2 separate regions of the Gossypium hirsutum genome follow, and region 2 is linked to region 1. Evidence: chromatin contacts called from public Hi-C data. All regions are on one chromosome and are shown on one strand. Each heading gives the region's core, a stretch centred on a gene start, on an enhancer-like site or on the middle of the called end of the contact. The rest is flanking DNA. Distances are from core to core; before and after follow the strand shown. Region 1 has its middle 22 kb from the start of LOC107921670. Region 2 holds the start of LOC107921422 (homeobox-leucine zipper protein HAT22).

The links. Hi-C and Micro-C count contacts between places; a contact is called where the count stands out from the background.
Region 2: a contact with region 1 is called in a Hi-C map of hypocotyl, with 2.7 times the contacts expected there. The contact joins the promoter of LOC107921422 here to the enhancer-like site in region 1. A contact is called at or near these places in 7 of 34 Hi-C or Micro-C datasets (anther, callus, cotyledon and 3 more).

What each region holds. Positions count from the first base shown.
Region 1 is chrD01:23,167,880-23,172,287 of Gossypium_hirsutum_v2.1, forward strand. No RefSeq gene overlaps it. Among protein-coding and RNA genes, the nearest start is that of LOC107921670, 22 kb to the left of the region's middle. Within about 2 kb of position 2,187, at least 2 of the 9 cell types and tissues checked have an H3K27ac peak or open chromatin away from gene starts, as enhancers often do. A contact at or near this core is called in hypocotyl, where this site is marked.
Region 2 is chrD01:23,229,965-23,234,807 of Gossypium_hirsutum_v2.1, forward strand. LOC107921422 (homeobox-leucine zipper protein HAT22) reads left to right here and starts at 2,311. Exons shown (of 2, transcript XM_016851275.2): 1 at 2,311-3,048; 2 at 3,150-3,814. The coding sequence starts at 2,659. The coding sequence ends at 3,524.

The DNA.
Region 1 (4,408 bases), core at 937-3,436:
CATTATTTTCCCGTCAAATTGAGACCAGGTGCGTACTGAAACCCCCTATTTTTTCAAATTTCAAATGCTGGAAAACATGGCTGTCGATGCCACACGGTCATATGCCAGGCCGTGTGGTAGGCCGTGTAACTCTCTATTTGCGATTTAGACTCATACGAGCAGATGACACGGGCAAGGATCAGGCTGTGTGAACCACACTGGCAAGGACACGGGATGTGTCTAGGCCACGTGACCCGCTGTTCATGATTTAAAACCACACGAGTAGATGACATGGGCGTGTGCCAAGCCGTGTGGCATATAAATAGGACTCAAATCTTGTTTCTGAGACCGTGAGTGTTATCTAACACGAGCACTGGTCTCCACCATGTATTTATGATCTGAATTTGAATGTATGAGGACTATCTAATGCTCTGGGATTGAGATATGAATTGTATAAATACATATATATTATGATGGTTGTTAATGTTATCGATCTATATTAACTATTTATGAATTGAGTCAGAATGACTGAACACTTGTTGTTGATATCTGTAATTTGCATTTGCATGGGTTGAGATATTTGTAAAGGAGTAAGTAATCTGTTCTGGATTAGTGGCTAAGCCACGTTATATATGTGTGTGTGTGTGTGTGTGTGTGTGTGTGTGTGTGTGTGTGTGTGTGTGTGTGAATTTGGCGCTTTGCCGCAATTCGATCTAGTAGCTAGTTAGCGTCTTAGTAAACGTGTCAGACAGACACTTTATGGTATGTAGGGATGGTTGGGCATTAAACACCCTTAACGGTGTGTTGGGATGGATGAAGATGGTGTGTAGCGGATGGGGTAGGAATAACTACATATGTATCCAATTTATTCTGTATCTTAAATTGCTTCTATTATCTAACTGAATCTTGGGATTTGGGAATTACCTTATAAATGTGCTTTAATTGAATAGATGTTTTATATGCACTGGGTCCACCACTCATTTTGTTGTTGATTGAGTTTTAGGTGACTTTCAGACTTGAACGGGTCGGCGCTGCAGGAGCTCAGTCAATCCGTTATTTTTCCTTTTAACTTTACTAGTAGTACTTTCAACTTTCTACGACATTATGATGGTTGAGAAGATTAAATAGATAATTAATTGTTGTGATAATTACAATATGTTGAATTCATTTTGATTGCATTTATAAATGTGGTTTTCCTAACATCGACAATGTGACTCTCAAGACTTGGTCTGGACGTTTAGGCCGAGTTTAAGGTGTTACACTGTCAGAATTCAGAAACTATATATCCTCAAAGAGTTTAAATAATTGATGGAAAGTTTGGAAGATCAATAATTTGCATTAGACCCATTGAATATGTTCCCACTCATTGCAAAATAAGTTACTATAGAAATTAGCTATGTGCTTCCAGTCATGCAAGAACTAAAGTTTGATAAATGACCTTCAGCTCCAACTCCAATACATGCTGTGATTTTTAGCATGTTTATTCTTTGGTACATCGTGTAAGATAAGATGATACATTAATACAAAAAATTGGAACTAAGGATAAAACCTTAAGAAAGCAACAAAAAAGTGTCAAACCAAGGCTATTAAAACCTTCAAAGTTGGTCTCAATACATGCTGTTTTGAACGGTTGAGGAGAGCAAGGAAGCTGCGGCTGAACCGATTCGGGAGGAGACAGCTTCGGACGGTGCTTGGTCGACGGTTGCTGGGGCGGGTTGGAACCCAAACCCAGAAAATAATAAAATGTTTTATTTTTTTTCATAGTTAATATTTAGCAAATTGTATTTTAGTCCTATAAAGTGGTATGTAATATTTATGTCATGCTAAATTGTGCAATGTAACATCCAATGATTGGTCCATGTTTAAAAAAAATGCCATGTTAGAATTCCGTTAAAATTTTTAAGAGGAATAATTAAAATGAAGGTAAATATGTTAAATGAAAATTTTTTATACAAGTTTCATAGTAATGGTGTTCACAACATGATTTCATTATTTAATGGGCAGAGAAGAAGAATTGCGTACCCAATAAGAAATTAATAGCAAAGAATAATCTTTTACGTAATACAACATACAAATGATCTATTATTTTATTCCTTAATATTGTCTCAACTTTTCTTTTTAGATGCAACAGTCCTTTGTATTAACCCTGTTCTAATTTAGAGAAGCAATTAACACTAAAGAAAACACAGCTGTTTCATGCTTTCGTCAGGCATCAATGATTAATCTTGTTCTGTTATTCTAAATATAAAAATTGATCAAAGGGTATAGATGCTTGTAATAGTGCTTAAAGTGTAGCAACTAAAGATCTATTATTCTAAGAGTATAGATGCCTATAATAAGTACAAATACAATCCTTTAAAAATATAAAAAGAGAATAGATTAGTAGCAATAAAAGGAGAAGTAGAAATGCAGACAAAAGGCAGGAGGGGACACATCTGAAACCTTATCTCCAACACCACCCCTGCTATCATTTGCCTAAAATACACTTCTTTTTGCTCCCACAATCATCATATCCTTTTAGAATCAAATGCTCCTATCTTACCGTATCATTTCTGGGTCCCTCTTGTTTATTTCTCATCAAATTCTTAAAGAAATGCTATTTTAAATTGATTGAATTTTGTCATCATGGGTCTCTTTGTATGTTATTAATTGATTTTAGGTTGAATGTCTGATATAGTATTAGAGCAAATATTCATTAATTTAATGTAAGATATTATTTTTAAGGATATTTCATCGATCTTTCTGTTATAAAATGAAAATAAAAATCTAATAATAAAATCTAATAGATAAATACTTAACAAATTCAGAAAGAAGAGAGGAGGAGCATGACGAGAATGATAGATTTTTGAGATATGTTGAGAGTGAAAATGAGTTATGGTATATATAGAAGTTTCACTAGTTAAAAATAGTAAAGTTAAATGAATTGAATTAGTTAAAAATAGTTTGAAATGTTTTGACTAAAAATAACTTCAACCGGTTAAGTTATTCTTGGCTAATATATGTGTTACAAGTTAAGAAATACACTTTTCTTGAACACTAAAACGTTTCCTAAAACAAAAGGGTTCAAATATACTTTACACTAACCTTTTGAGCCCAATACATGAATCTACGCTCTCAACTTGATTCGTACTAATCCAATAAAGTATAATAACTTATAAACAAAGTTTGCAAAATTTTTTTAAGAATGTATAATTTAATTGTTTTCAGATATCTTAAATTTTTCAACAATATCTTAATCATGCATGTGACTCTCTAAATCTATGTAAGCTCATGATGAAATGCGTTCTTATTATACATTAGTTAAAATGTTAAACCTTGCTTAGGTATGATGAGACTTATAAAAGTATGATGTTAGTTAATTATTGAATTGTTTGTTATCTTATATTCTAGTTAGGTCTTTTTGTGCATTGTTTGTTAAAAAAAAGTCAATGTTTTTATGTTCTTAATTATGTAATTAGAGGTTTGATTTTTATTCATGAAAATAGAGCACATTTTTTTGTTAATCATTTAACTTTTTAAAGAGTTTTCGTGGCAAATATATTAGTCACTACTAATAGTGGATACCCTAATTTCGACCAATCAAATAAATTAACAATATAGTAAATTTTTATATTATTTTAATAATGGTTATTTATTAAAATTTAAAAATCTTAAAAATCTTTACTTATTTTTTTTATTGTAATCTTGATTTGTTTTGATAATTTACTTAACAGAGTTGATATGTTTGTCATGCAATACTAAATTCATCAAAATAATTTATATTAATATATAATAATTCATTGTTCGAAAAAGGCTTAATTCATTATTTGACCTCTGAATTATACTAGTTTTCTCACTTTGGCACCTAACTTTTTTTTTTGTCTCAATTTGATACTAAAGTATCATTCTGTTATAGTTTGTAATCCATTTCACTAAGTGACATTAAAAAAAATTAGTGGCCAATCAAATCAGGCCACATGTCTTTCTTTTATAAAAATATATAATTTTTTATTAAATATATAAACATTTAAACATATAAAAATATATATGTATATAAAAAAATCTTGAAAATCTAAAAATTATAAAAAAATAATTAGATATTTTTAACAAAAAAATCAAGAATCAACTACGTAATTCTTGATCCTTTATCTTCTTCTTCAACATCAAAATTCATCTCCTTTAATAAATTCATCATCTTCATTTGGGTAATTTTTCAATATCAAATCCTTCTCTTTCATCCTAACACCAAAAGATAAAAACCCACTAATTCCATTAAATAATTAACTAGTTTTAATTCAAAAAATAAGAAAAATATATGGGTTACACTTGAAGAAGAAGGTTTTTGTTTGAAGAAGAGGGTGTTATCCAGTTTTTCATATGTTTCGTTTTTATCAAATTCTCTGTAACATTCTCAATCTGTCCCAAACGTTAGGCTCGAATTCGGAAGATT
Region 2 (4,843 bases), core at 1,061-3,560, 62 kb after region 1:
CTGGGGGAGACGCACGCGCACGGAGGTGCAATACGCGTGGAAGAGGCCCTGGGTTCGACGGCGGTGTTGCTGGTTGCTGAAGGCTAGGGTTTCAGGGTTTGGGGAATGCTTTGGGCCATGTTGGTCCGAATTTGGTTTTGGGTTGGGGTTTTAATATTTGGATCTGGTGTTGGGTAATTTAAATGGGCCAAAATAATTTTGTTTTGGGTTGAATTTGTAAAGAAATTGGACATTTATTATTATTTATTTTATATATTTTTTTATATTTTGGTTTTAATACTTGGGCTCGGGCCGGGCAAAATTTGAGTATTACACTTCCTAATATTTTAAAATGCATCTTACTAAGGGACTACCACCCAAGGTTTTTCATGAGCACACTACTCATATGGGTGTAATGTCATTTAAGGATATGTAGTTTTAGTAGGAGTTTGTCCTTTTAAATGATTTTATATTATAGACACATTTTCAGTTATTTCAGTTTGTGAATATTAAGTTTATTTTCCGTAGAAATAAAGTTTATTTGATTTATTCACACTTTGATTTTGGTAAAATTTGATCTCACTAAGGTTAAGGAGGACCAGTTGGAAATAGACATGTTTGGGTCATATTGCATGTAATTTTCATGCTACACATTCATACTTGATTTATGTCATTTGGTTATATTAATATACGTTATCAGGGATGGATTTAGTTACAATATATGTAAAGAAAGACGCATTGATTCTATGTTAATATAATTAATGGATGAGATTGCTCAGAATATCTTTTGGATATGATAGTAAAGTTTTGAGCTCATAAAGTTATATAGTGACTTGTGATTATAGAATAATTAGTATATATATGTGGTCCAAGTGGGAGATTGTTGAAAAATATGGACATCACATATGTAATAAGAGTAATTACACGTTATTATTTACTATCATAAAAAAATTAGCCCAAATTAAAAGTAATCTAATTTGGCTAAGGTTTATTGGGCTTTAGTTATTGAATAAAGTATGGGTCAAATATGTGTAAATATTCTTGTAACTAATTTCTAATTGATGATGGACTGATTAAAATTTAGTGTTAATGTGTATATATTAGGGTTATGGTCTCTAAATTACACATATGTAACTTTTCTAATATCCCATCTTTAGAAAAGAGAGAGTCACTTTCTTTGAATTACTTGTGTACTAATTTGGAAGATCAAAACTACAAGATCGAAGATTCCAAAAAAAAATCAATAGATTCAAGTACGTCTCCACTTTTAATTTTGTTATTGATAATTTTACATGATAAATTTTAATCGATTAAATTTTGTATAAGAACAAAAAGAGGTATTGTGCCTGTAGGAAATGTTGGTAGCTCATAAAGTTTATGAATGGTGCAGTAGGGCGGTTATATTAATTTGCAAATGCAATTATTTGGATAATATGATAACCACCTTGCATGGTTATGAAAATGGGAAGAGACCAATTTAGTTTTTTTAATAGGTTTTGAAGACTTAAAAAAATAGGGCTTCCGTGCTTTTAATACACAGCGAAAAGGAAACTAGACACAACACTCAATTATTCTTTTTTGGTGTGGACGTGTGGATAATGAATGTCCTTCCAGATCAATATATCAAGCCATATATCTAAATCGATCCCGTAATGTCTTAGATATATGTTTAATACGAATCATCATTGAGTATTCTTAACTGAGGGTTAGTTCAAATGAGTCGAGTTTTGAATAAGGGTGGACTTGAATTCATATTAAGGCTCCTCTAAACAAATAATTCCCGGATCACCATTTAACCCGACACTTGGCACATATATAGAAGGAAGAATATTTGGAATATTTTGGGTAAAGTTTAGAAAGAGTGTCTTATAATCTTGTTAGAGAAGTAAGGCATGAAATAGTGGGGGACATATTGGGTGGCCTGCGACTAGGTAAACATAAACAAACACACATCTGATGATGGGTCTTTATCTTAATTTCTATTATTATTATGAAAATATTGTCTCCTTCGATTTTCTATTGCCTCTAATTCACAATAATTGCTTAGCCATCTGATCATGCCACCTCTCCCTTTAATTAATCACCACCCTTTTGGTGTTTTAACATTGAAAACAAAGTGATTGATTATGATGACTTATACTCAATGACTTTAAGTTAGTTTTGCTTTATAGTCAGTGTCAAAAAGGTGTGGATTTAAAGGAAAATCAGAAGAAAAGTGCAGAAATTTTAAAAAAAAAAAAAAACAAAGATGAATTGTTATTCTCTTTTATATTCTCCTATGTAATCCCCACTTTTCATGCGATTCCACGTACGTAATCCATTTTATGAACCTTTTGCAGTGTATTCTTGGCTGTTGGTGGGATGGATGGGTTTTATTTTGCTATTTCTGGTTTTTTTTAGTTATTTTTATTGATTATGATAATACTCATTATATTTGTAATTTTGATAATAGAAAACGTTAAAAAAAGTTATATTTGAAATTAGAGAGGTTTTGTTATGAATGGTCAACCTATGAGGACATCATTCATAACCCAGATTCGTTAGTACTCTATTCATTTCCTTTTTATTAGTAATATAACTCATTCCACTGTCCCCTAAAATTAACACTTCATCTCCTCCATTTCTCTTTGAAGAAAACCCTTTTTTTCTTGGCCTCCTTAGCAGCTTTTGAGCAACACAATGGGATTTGATGATATTTGCAGCAGTGGTCTTGGTCTTGGTCTAGGTTGGAATGTCAAAGAAAACTTTTCACAATCGGATCATCAACAAAAGAAGAAGAAATCGTTGGTGAGAGATGAGCATTTTTTCCCATCTCTGACGTTAGGTCCATCATCAGATGATGATGCTCGTAAAGCACATGGCGACGACCAGCAAGCCTCTTCTGTCACTGCACTGTCTTCGTTTTCAAACTCCAGTGTCAAGAAAGAGGGAGATGTGGAATTCGAGAGGGTCTCTTCAAGGGTTGGTGATGAAGATGATGAAGGTTGCCATAGAAAGAAACTTCGGCTTACCAAACACCAATCTGCAATCTTAGAAGATAGATTCAAAGAGCACACCACTCTCTGTCCTGTAAGTATATCTTTATCTTCATTGTTTATACACTTATTATTCAAATATTCAATGCTCTTATTTGGTATTTACTTTTTTTTCTTTTTTTTTTTTGTAAACAGAAACAGAAGCAAGCTTTAGCAGCTAAGTTGGATCTAAGGCCAAGGCAAGTTGAAGTATGGTTCCAAAATAGGAGAGCCAGGACAAAGCTGAAACAGACTGAAGTAGATTGTGAATTACTGAAGAAATGTTGTGAAACGCTAACAGAAGAGAACAAGAGGTTGCAGAAGGAATTACAAGAGCTTAAATCATGGAAACTAACAGCATCGTATTGCATGCAGCTGCCTGCAGCAGCCACCCTCACCATGTGCCCTTCCTGTGAGAGAGTTGCCAACGGCGGCGATGGCCCTCCGGCGACGACGACGTCCATCCCTTTTACGATCGGACCCAAATCTCACTTCATCAATTCCTTATCTCACCCTTCAGCAGCCTGCTAGCCATGAAAATTAACACTGCTACCTCTTCTATTCATGGCTTATGTGTCAATTGTATATCGTTTCATGTTTATATATATATGCATGTATGTAATTATGTATGGATGCATATATAAATTAAATATTAGTATATATAGTTAGCAAAATCTGACAAGGTTTTGTCCGTCTCATCACCTCTCAAGCTATCTGTAATTAATTAGGTTAAATTCTGTTACTAGTCACTATACTTTGCGAAAGTTGTAAATCTAGTCCTTGTATTTTATTTGATCAATTTTAGTCCTATGCTTTTCAAATTGGTCACTTTTAGTCCCTATACGTTCAAAAACTAAAATTTTAATCCTAACCCAAACAATAGCAATTCAATTTGTTTAGTTAAATTTAATTATTAGTTATGTACTATGCATACAATTATAGTTTTAGTCTATTTTCTCCAGGATTATTCTGAGTCTTTATAATTTTCGAATTTTGAAATTTCAATCTTGACGCAAATGACAGTCGTTAATCCATTAACTAGATTTTTAGTGAGGAATATGTAAAAATAATAAGCTAAAATGAATTACACGTGATAATATGTTTGACGCATCATATTTTAAAAATAGCAAAATTTTACTCAGTAAATTTAACAGTTCCTGTTTGGTGAGGACTAAAATTTTAAATTTTGAAAAGTACAACAACTAAAAAGGATCGAATAAAAGCATAAAAATTAAATCTATTTTATAAAATAAATAGACAGAGAGTAAAGAACAAAGAAATTGGGAAAGCAAAAGAGAGAGCATATTTTATTGATCAATCGCAATGTATACAATGCTTCTCCAAAGTCTCTATTTATAGGCATTAAAAGTATAAATGAAGTAGAGATCTACTTCTAATGACTATTAGAATTTAAAGTATATCAAAATTTATCAAGATATTGATGGACATCCATTTAATAAGATATTCATAACACTCCCCCTTGGATGTCCATTTGTAGATAATGCATCTCGTTAAAACCTTACTAAAATAAAAACCCTATGGAAAAAACAATTCCTAGTGAAAAAAATAGTACACATATCTATAATACGCATAATATGCTGCCTCATTAAAAACCTTACAAGGAAAACCCAATGGGACAAAACCTCGGCTAAGGGAAAAATAGTATAACGCATATTTACTCCCCTTCATGAAAACATCACATACTTTCTCATATTCTATATATTCAATCTTGAATACTAGCTTTTCAAATGGTCATTTGAACGTATTTGCTAAGCATTTATATCAACATTCTTTTGAAAGTCATGAGTAAGGGAAAATTTTGGGGGAAATATATTTTGATCTTCAGGAGT